Linked DNA regions of Zea mays: region 1 is linked to region 2. Evidence: chromatin contacts called from public Hi-C data. All regions are on one chromosome and are shown on one strand. The core of a region is the stretch at or near the end of the contact, and the rest is flanking DNA. Distances in the headings are between cores, read along the strand shown. Region 1 holds the start of LOC103627801. Region 2 holds the start of LOC100191321 (1-aminocyclopropane-1-carboxylate oxidase 1Acc oxidase).

Region 1 (3,556 bases), core at 920-3,419, 140 kb after region 2:
CAGATACTGAGCTTGTTGAGTACACAAGCTTTTCATCAGTTTCATCCCTCCTTCTCCTAGCCCTAGAGTTGGCGAAAGGGGAAAACCTTGACTGGAGCAAAAAAAAAAACAGCAAGAATCAGTTTGTTAGCATCACAGTGAAACTTAAGCAAGAAAGAGATACTGCCATAGGTGTGCATAAAGCAGCGAGAACAACAGACCTTAGTAACCATCAATTGCCATAGATGAGCAGGTTTTGTATCCTGATCTAGCAACCATGGGCGATTGTCGAGCAATATAAGGAACTTCTTGGTATGAGGGCACAAAAATATTGTCAGTTCTGCAAGATATGACTGTAAATCTCTGCGTTTAAAATGAAAGAAAACCTTGTTTAGTTCCCTACTCATAATAAATAGAAATGATTTAATATAATTTACAAAGAATGTCAGGTTATCAGATCAATGTAAAAAATCATGCCCACCCTAAAAAGCATATTCCACCTTACATGAGCTGTAACAGATGACAAGAATAAACATTGAGATGTCAAAACCCAGAAACTAAATAGACAAAACCATGGAACTGAAAGTGCAAAATGCTCACCAGCACAGCACTAATTCTCGTTTGCAAATACCAGCTCCGGGAAAAAACATATCAGAAATTCAGCTGTTAACATATAATATTGAACTGCTTAGTTTTTAGCTTTTCTTTCATTTCGTCTGTGGACGCTGAAGTCCAAATGTGAGCGAAAAACTGAAAACACAGCACCTCAGAAACTAATATAGGCACACAACATATATACTGATCAGTTCACAGGACGGAAGGACACACGCAGCAGAAGCCTGGGCAGTTTTTGCTGGGACCACCGGACAGAATGCAGATTTTACTATCACTACCGGCGGTCGAACAAAGTCCATGTTGTACAAGTTGGGAGAAACGCTATGAGTGGCAAAAATGAAAAATGGTTCCAGTGCATGGCAATTCTGAATTTCTGACCATTTGTCGCTTCAACTAACAATATTTCCAACCGTGGGTTTCCTTTCCATTTGGCGACCACGCAACGCAAGTGTACCTCCCGAAACATCTACACAAGCGAATAAAAATTGCCCATTCCCCGTTTTGTGACAATTCCTGTCACTTTCCCAAAAACAGTATGTTGGAATTATCTTCTGCAGGCGGCACAAAAGCAAGCAATTCACTTCTTTGAGGCAAACGGGCTCATGCCAGTTTCCCTGCAAGAACTAGTGGTAAACTGTACACAAGAAAAAGGGGAAATGTTTTGAATTTGCACATCTATATCACTCGCCGAACATCTCTCATCCGCATAAACAACAAATCAGCATCAAAACCACATCGCATTGCAATCTTAACGACCTCACAAACAGTAAAACAACGCAATTCGCAACAGGAAAAAAAAAGAGCGCCAAAAGCATTCTGCTCCATTACTCCAGTGAGCGAGCACCAGCACCTCGCCGGCAAGCTGGCAACCAGAGGCCGGCAGTCTTATTGTGGGCAAAGAACCAACAATCGCGTGACAAAATCCGAGCACAAGAGAGAGAATTCCCCGAAAAACGTACCCGATTTGCAAGCTGGTGAGCGGGAAGAAATGCCTATTCTCGCCGGCCCGCACCATCTCGCCGCAGCAGCCTAGCTGAGAAACGGCAAGTTCTTGCATCAAACGGCAGATCAGACGCTGGAGTCCCCCAAATCCGGGTGCGAATATGGTGGAATCGGAGAGGCTTCCTCCTCAAGTACCTTCCTCGAGGTCAGCTCTGTGCTCCCATGGCGTTGTGCTTATCCGCAAGCCAGGGTGGTCAGGTACCACAGCCCGGAGTTAATGCCCGCGCGCGGGCGGTAAAGACACCGCCCGCCCGCCTCCCTTTTTCCCCACGCGGCACCAGATCGTCAATGGCTTCCCAGTTTCAACACGCCGCCGCCGCCACCGCGCGGCTGCCACGCGATGTGGAGCTCCGCCCGTGCCAGGGAGGAGGGCGGTGACCGGATCGCGGCGAGGCGCGGTGCCCTCCGCGGGAGAAGGCAGGCAGGCAGGCAGCCAACCAACCAACGGCGGGCGCGGGGGTGCGGGCCGTGGCAGCCCGCCTACCCTTTTGCTTTGGGTAACTTCTTCTGCGGTCTGCGCCCGAGACAGTTCGGATATTTAGCTGCTGATGACATGTGGGGACGATGCTTTCCCGGACCCCACTCGTCAGGCATCTCGCACTTTGTTCAACGCGGTGGCGCGTTCGGCGCGGGCGATAGCTGACGGCGCAAATGTCGACGTACCGGCACCGCGTGGCCGCGTTACTGATGGTGGGGCCCAGCTGGCGGTTTGTGTGCTTGCCCCACAAGGCAGCGTGATGCGCCTCCGCGGCTGTCGTCATCTCGTTTGGCACATCTGCTTGCCGCGCGTCAAAGCAAAGGTAGCACGACGAGCGCTTCCAGTTTCTCCCTGACGCGTGGGTTCTGGTTCTGTGGGACCACGCTCCAGTGGAAGGAGCTAGAGAAGTGAGGCGAAACTTGCGTGACCAGGCTGGGATCGTCTGCGCAAGTTCTGACGTGCGCCGTGGCCCGTGGGATGGGCCTCCGAGAATCCGAGATGGCGTTTCGGCCCGAGCGCGAAAGGAGTGCGGTGTTCGGACAGAAGCGCGGAGGTGCGGAATACCATGGGGACACGCAAGCAAACGAACGGCGTGCGCGTGACGCCTCGTGGCTCGAGCCGAGCGACAGGCAACGGAATTGTTGCTTTGCAGACCATATTGATTTTTGGCAGGCACTCTGCTAGGGAGTACTCGGTGGTACAATAAGTGCACTAGACTTTAGTTTTTCTTTCGAAAATAAATGTACCTATACCTATATATACGAATCACACAACTTGATTATAGTTGTGTTTTTCGTAGTTTTTTCTTTTTTCTCAAATACAATAAATATATGTATATTTTCACACTAATATGATTTTTACTAAATTATTAAAGGTCACTTATTATTAGACAAAGGAAGTAAAATTGATCGTAAGCTAGTCATATTACAACTCGCACAGTATGGAAATAAATACCTAGGAATGGATCCGGATGTCAGCCAAATATGATATAAAATATGTTATATAAACGTATATCCTTGTTTTTAGTATCGAGCTTATTAAGATTCATAAAACTTAAACCTTAAATTCGTTTTATATATTATTTAAATAATTGATATAAAATTTAGATGCAGATAGATTCAGATGTTCAGATATATTCAGATGCCCGTTCACCTTCTCCGTTGTATGGAGAAAATAATGCAAAAAATGTATAAAAAATATTCTTGTCTTCAACCTATGACCAAATTTATGCACATCTATGTTAAAGTATTAAATTTTTTATATAATTCGAATATTTAGGATTCATCCTATAAAGACAGCACATAAAGGGTTTTGCAATTTTCTGATGGCAAAGGCCAATCCAACAAGTGAAGGATCACATGCTTCCCTAACCTTTGTTTCACAATTAAGGGTCTGTTTGGCAAAGCTCCAGCTCCTGCTTCTTTAGCTCTAGATCTTGATCCTCGTGAGGAGCTGATCCTCCTGATTCTCCTAGAGAATCAG
Region 2 (3,841 bases), core at 41-2,540:
TTTTGGTAGGTGGTGCGGCGGTGACCGAAAAAAAAGACATACAAAGCCGTATTCAAATCTGGAATCGTCGTAGAGTACTTACGTATGCCACTATCTCTAATGTCTTGACCACATCAATCTGTAAAGTATAGGATTAGGCCTACAGATAGCTAGGTACTCCCTCCGTTTCTTTTTATTTGTCGCTGGATAGTGTAAAATTACACTATCCAGCGACAAATAAAAAGAAACGGAGGGAGTAATAGAATAGGATCACAGCCGTATGATATCGTACAATAATCTATATCATATATATCCAGCCTAATTAGCTGGGATCAGTTGCAATAATCCTCAGAGGACTTGTCTCTATCTCGAATAGCCCGCATAATTGCGGCTCGCCGTGCCCATGCACACGTCTAGTTATAGATGTGTAAAAAAATCTGTCCACTCGGTATATTGTCCACTCAGCTCGCCGTGCACACATCTAGGTGCTGTTTGGTTCAAAAAATGTAACGCAAATGGTAATGGTAATGGTTTCGGCTCGATTACTGGCGGTAACAAATTTGAATAGGCTGGTATCAAATTTTAGTGTGGTATCTGATTACGGTTGGACTAAAACAAACATGATTTAATGTTATCCGTTACCCATTACATTACAAATATATGAACCAAACGGCACCCTAGTTAGAGATGACGCGGTGCGATGAAGGGGTCGCACTGAGGAGGGGAGGGGGAGTTAAAGGTTACCAGGCAAGTTGAGTGGTGTGCTGATGGTCTAGTAAAATCTTAGCAGACTTGGCTGCTGTTGGACTAACTTTTGTAGATTAGGTCATAATGTGTCGGACTGGTGTACACGATAGGTGATTTGCTAAATTACCAACATTATTAATTAGTGGGTTTCAGAAATTTTGTCTTCAGACCTATAAATTATGGGTGCAGATATATAGACTAAAAAACATAGACATAGATGGTATTATAGCAAGAAGGAATAAATTCAGTTCTAATTGTTTCGAATACGGTACTGCACATCCGGACTGTCCTGTCCCAGCCTCCCAGGTTGCATGCTCATCTACACCGTCGAGCGTCGAGGCGGCTAGCTCTAGCCGATCAGCGAGCATCGCGGGCGGCGGGCTATATACGTCCAGACTGCTTTTATTTGAGAATGCGTAGTTTGGCTTCCTAATCCATCTGACTAAACTATGAAAGTAATAATAAACGTACCGTCGCGAGGCCATTCTGGTAATCCAACATTTCTCGCTCAGCCGCCTATAAATTGGGCCGCGCGCACCGCCTCGCTCTCCACTCAAACAAACTCAAGCCTGCCCTGTCCTGCCTTGTTAAGCAACACAGCGAGACATCACGAGAGCTAGAGAGAGATGGCGGCCACGGTTTCCTCCTTCCCGGTGGTGAACATGGAGAAGCTGGAGACAGAGGAGAGGGCCACGGCCATGGAGGTCATCCGCGACGGCTGCGAGAACTGGGGCTTCTTCGAGGTGTGCATATACATACATACTCTGCAGACTGCTTGCTGCTCACACGAAGCTACCACAGAACACAATTATTCTACTAACCTACGCACCACACCTGATCACAATAAGTAATGATCTAACCACACACAGCAGGAAGAATTACTACTTCACTTGTTGTTTGCCTGACCTGCCACCCCCCTGCTTCTTCAACATCTAGAGCCCCTTCATTCTGTCAGCACATGCAGGCTGTTCGTTTCGGATTAAATCAATCTAGTTGTTCCTGACAGTAGAAACCGATACACATTAAAGCGAGCACCGTTCCAGAAAAAGAAAAGCAAAACAAAGTATTCTAGCAGCTTGCTTTACCTAACAAACAGCCAACGATCCTCGAACGTACAGATTCCTATTCTCCATGCCATCAACCGGCCGACCACCAGCTGATTCCATCACGTCTTTCTCTCACCGCGCCTAGCTGATCAGCACACACACAAGTAGCATCTTATCTATTGGTTCGTTGATGCCCAGCTCTCGAACGAATCACCATCTCATGTATTGTCTTGTCCCCATCCCCATGCATGCAGCTGCTGAACCACGGCATCTCGCACGAGCTGATGGACGAGGTGGAGCGGCTGACCAAGGCGCACTACGCCACCTTCCGGGAGGCCAAGTTCCAGGAGTTCGCGGCGCGGACGCTGGAGGCCGGCGAGAAGGGCGCCGACGTCAAGGACGTGGACTGGGAGAGCACCTTCTTCGTCCGCCACCTCCCGGCCTCCAACCTCGCCGACCTCCCCGACGTCGACGACCGCTACAGGTGCGTTCAGACCTCAAACACAACACTACGTGCGTGCGTGCGGATGCGCGCCATTAAATTAATGACGTGTGGATCAGTATCATATATTATTAGTGTTTATCTGCTAGCTGCGACCCAATGATCAGTCGTCTTTGTTAATCGACTTTTTGTTGGCTTCTCTCGGAATGTTCTAAGTGCCATGTCACCCGCTTTTGACTGATCAGTTTATTTTAATTGATCTGATTAGTCTTAGCTTGAGAGTGACTTGAGTATACCAGGCTGGGATACTACCTGACCTGACCTGCTCCTACATAACGGATTAAGTAATGTTTCGAGAAATTTTGTCCATACGCATATAATTAAGTTATCAGAATTCTGCCTGACGACGACGACGACGCGAAAACAGTTAGTTATCTGTTCATCTCGTTGCCTTTAATTGCTTGACAAGCTAGCTAGCTGTACAGCAGAATGCGGTGCGAGCCCCGTAGCTATGACAAGGTCGAATCGCCTTTCAGCAGGCGACAGCGCTGTTTGTCCGGTGGAATATTCCGGCCGTGTCTCAAAGCCTTCCTTCCTTCCGTGTCGCTGCAGGCAGGTGATGGAGCAGTTCGCATCGGAGATCCGGAAGCTGTCGGAGAGGCTGCTGGACCTGCTGTGCGAGAACCTGGGCCTGGAGCCCGGGTACCTGAAGGCGGCCTTCGCGGGGTCGGACGGCCCGACGTTCGGCACCAAGGTGAGCGCGTACCCGCCGTGCCCGCGCCCGGACCTCGTCGACGGCCTCCGCGCGCACACCGACGCCGGCGGCATCGTGCTGCTGTTCCAGGACGACCAGGTGAGCGGCCTGCAGCTGCTCAGGGGCGGGGAGTGGGTGGACGTGCCGCCCATGCGCCACGCCATCGTCGCCAACGTCGGCGACCAGCTGGAGGTCATCACCAACGGGCGGTACAAGAGCGTCATGCACCGCGTGCTCACGCGCCCCGACGGCAACCGCATGTCCGTCGCGTCCTTCTACAACCCGGGCGCCGACGCCGTCATCTTCCCGGCGCCCGCGCTCGTCGGCGCCGCCGAGGAGGACCGCGCCGAGGCCGCGTACCCGAGCTTCGTGTTCGAGGACTACATGAACCTGTACGTGCGCCACAAGTTCGAGGCCAAGGAGCCCAGGTTCGAGGCCATGAAGTCGGCCATCGCCACCGCGTGAGAAAGACTGCCTTCCGCTGCCGGCTTCCTTCGTGGCGTCAAGCCTTGAGGCTTGAACGAACAACGTACGTCCATGTGCTTATAGTGGCACAGTTGTGTGTGTAACTACCGATCGTGGAACGGCCTAATGTATTTCGGTTGCCTCAGATCGATCTATATGTGCGTATACATTATGTACTCAAAAGTGTGTAGCGTCTGGTTAATGTACGAGCAGTGTGTATGTGACCAGGACCCGGTGTGTAGTTGCTATTACTACCATATCCGGTGAATGATCAAACCTTTTGGTGTATTAAAACTAGATGTTCATCCCCCTCACGGACTCACCCCAGGTATTGACAACCAAATCGGAATATGGCATATATAATAAAAACATGATGTCCCGGCCAAGAAAGGGGACTATTCGAAACTC

The links. A called contact is a pair of places that touch in the nucleus more often than the background predicts.
Region 1: a Hi-C map of ear shows a contact between it and region 2, with 2.0 times the contacts expected there. The contact joins the promoter of LOC103627801 here to the promoter of LOC100191321 in region 2. A contact is called at or near these places in 10 of 25 Hi-C or Micro-C datasets (bundle sheath, ear, endosperm and 4 more) and 1 of 3 datasets of contacts at active chromatin or transcription factors (leaf).

What each region holds. Positions count from the first base shown.
Region 1 is chr5:219,305,362-219,308,917 of Zm-B73-REFERENCE-NAM-5.0, forward strand. LOC103627801 reads right to left here and starts at 2,170. Exons shown (of 9, transcript XM_008648104.3): 1 at 1,554-2,170; 2 at 201-342; 3 at 1-91. The coding sequence starts at 1,651.
Region 2 is chr5:219,169,992-219,173,832 of Zm-B73-REFERENCE-NAM-5.0, forward strand. LOC100191321 (1-aminocyclopropane-1-carboxylate oxidase 1Acc oxidase) reads left to right here and starts at 1,291. Exons shown (of 3, transcript NM_001136755.1): 1 at 1,291-1,469; 2 at 2,027-2,256; 3 at 2,827-3,746. The coding sequence starts at 1,353. The coding sequence ends at 3,433.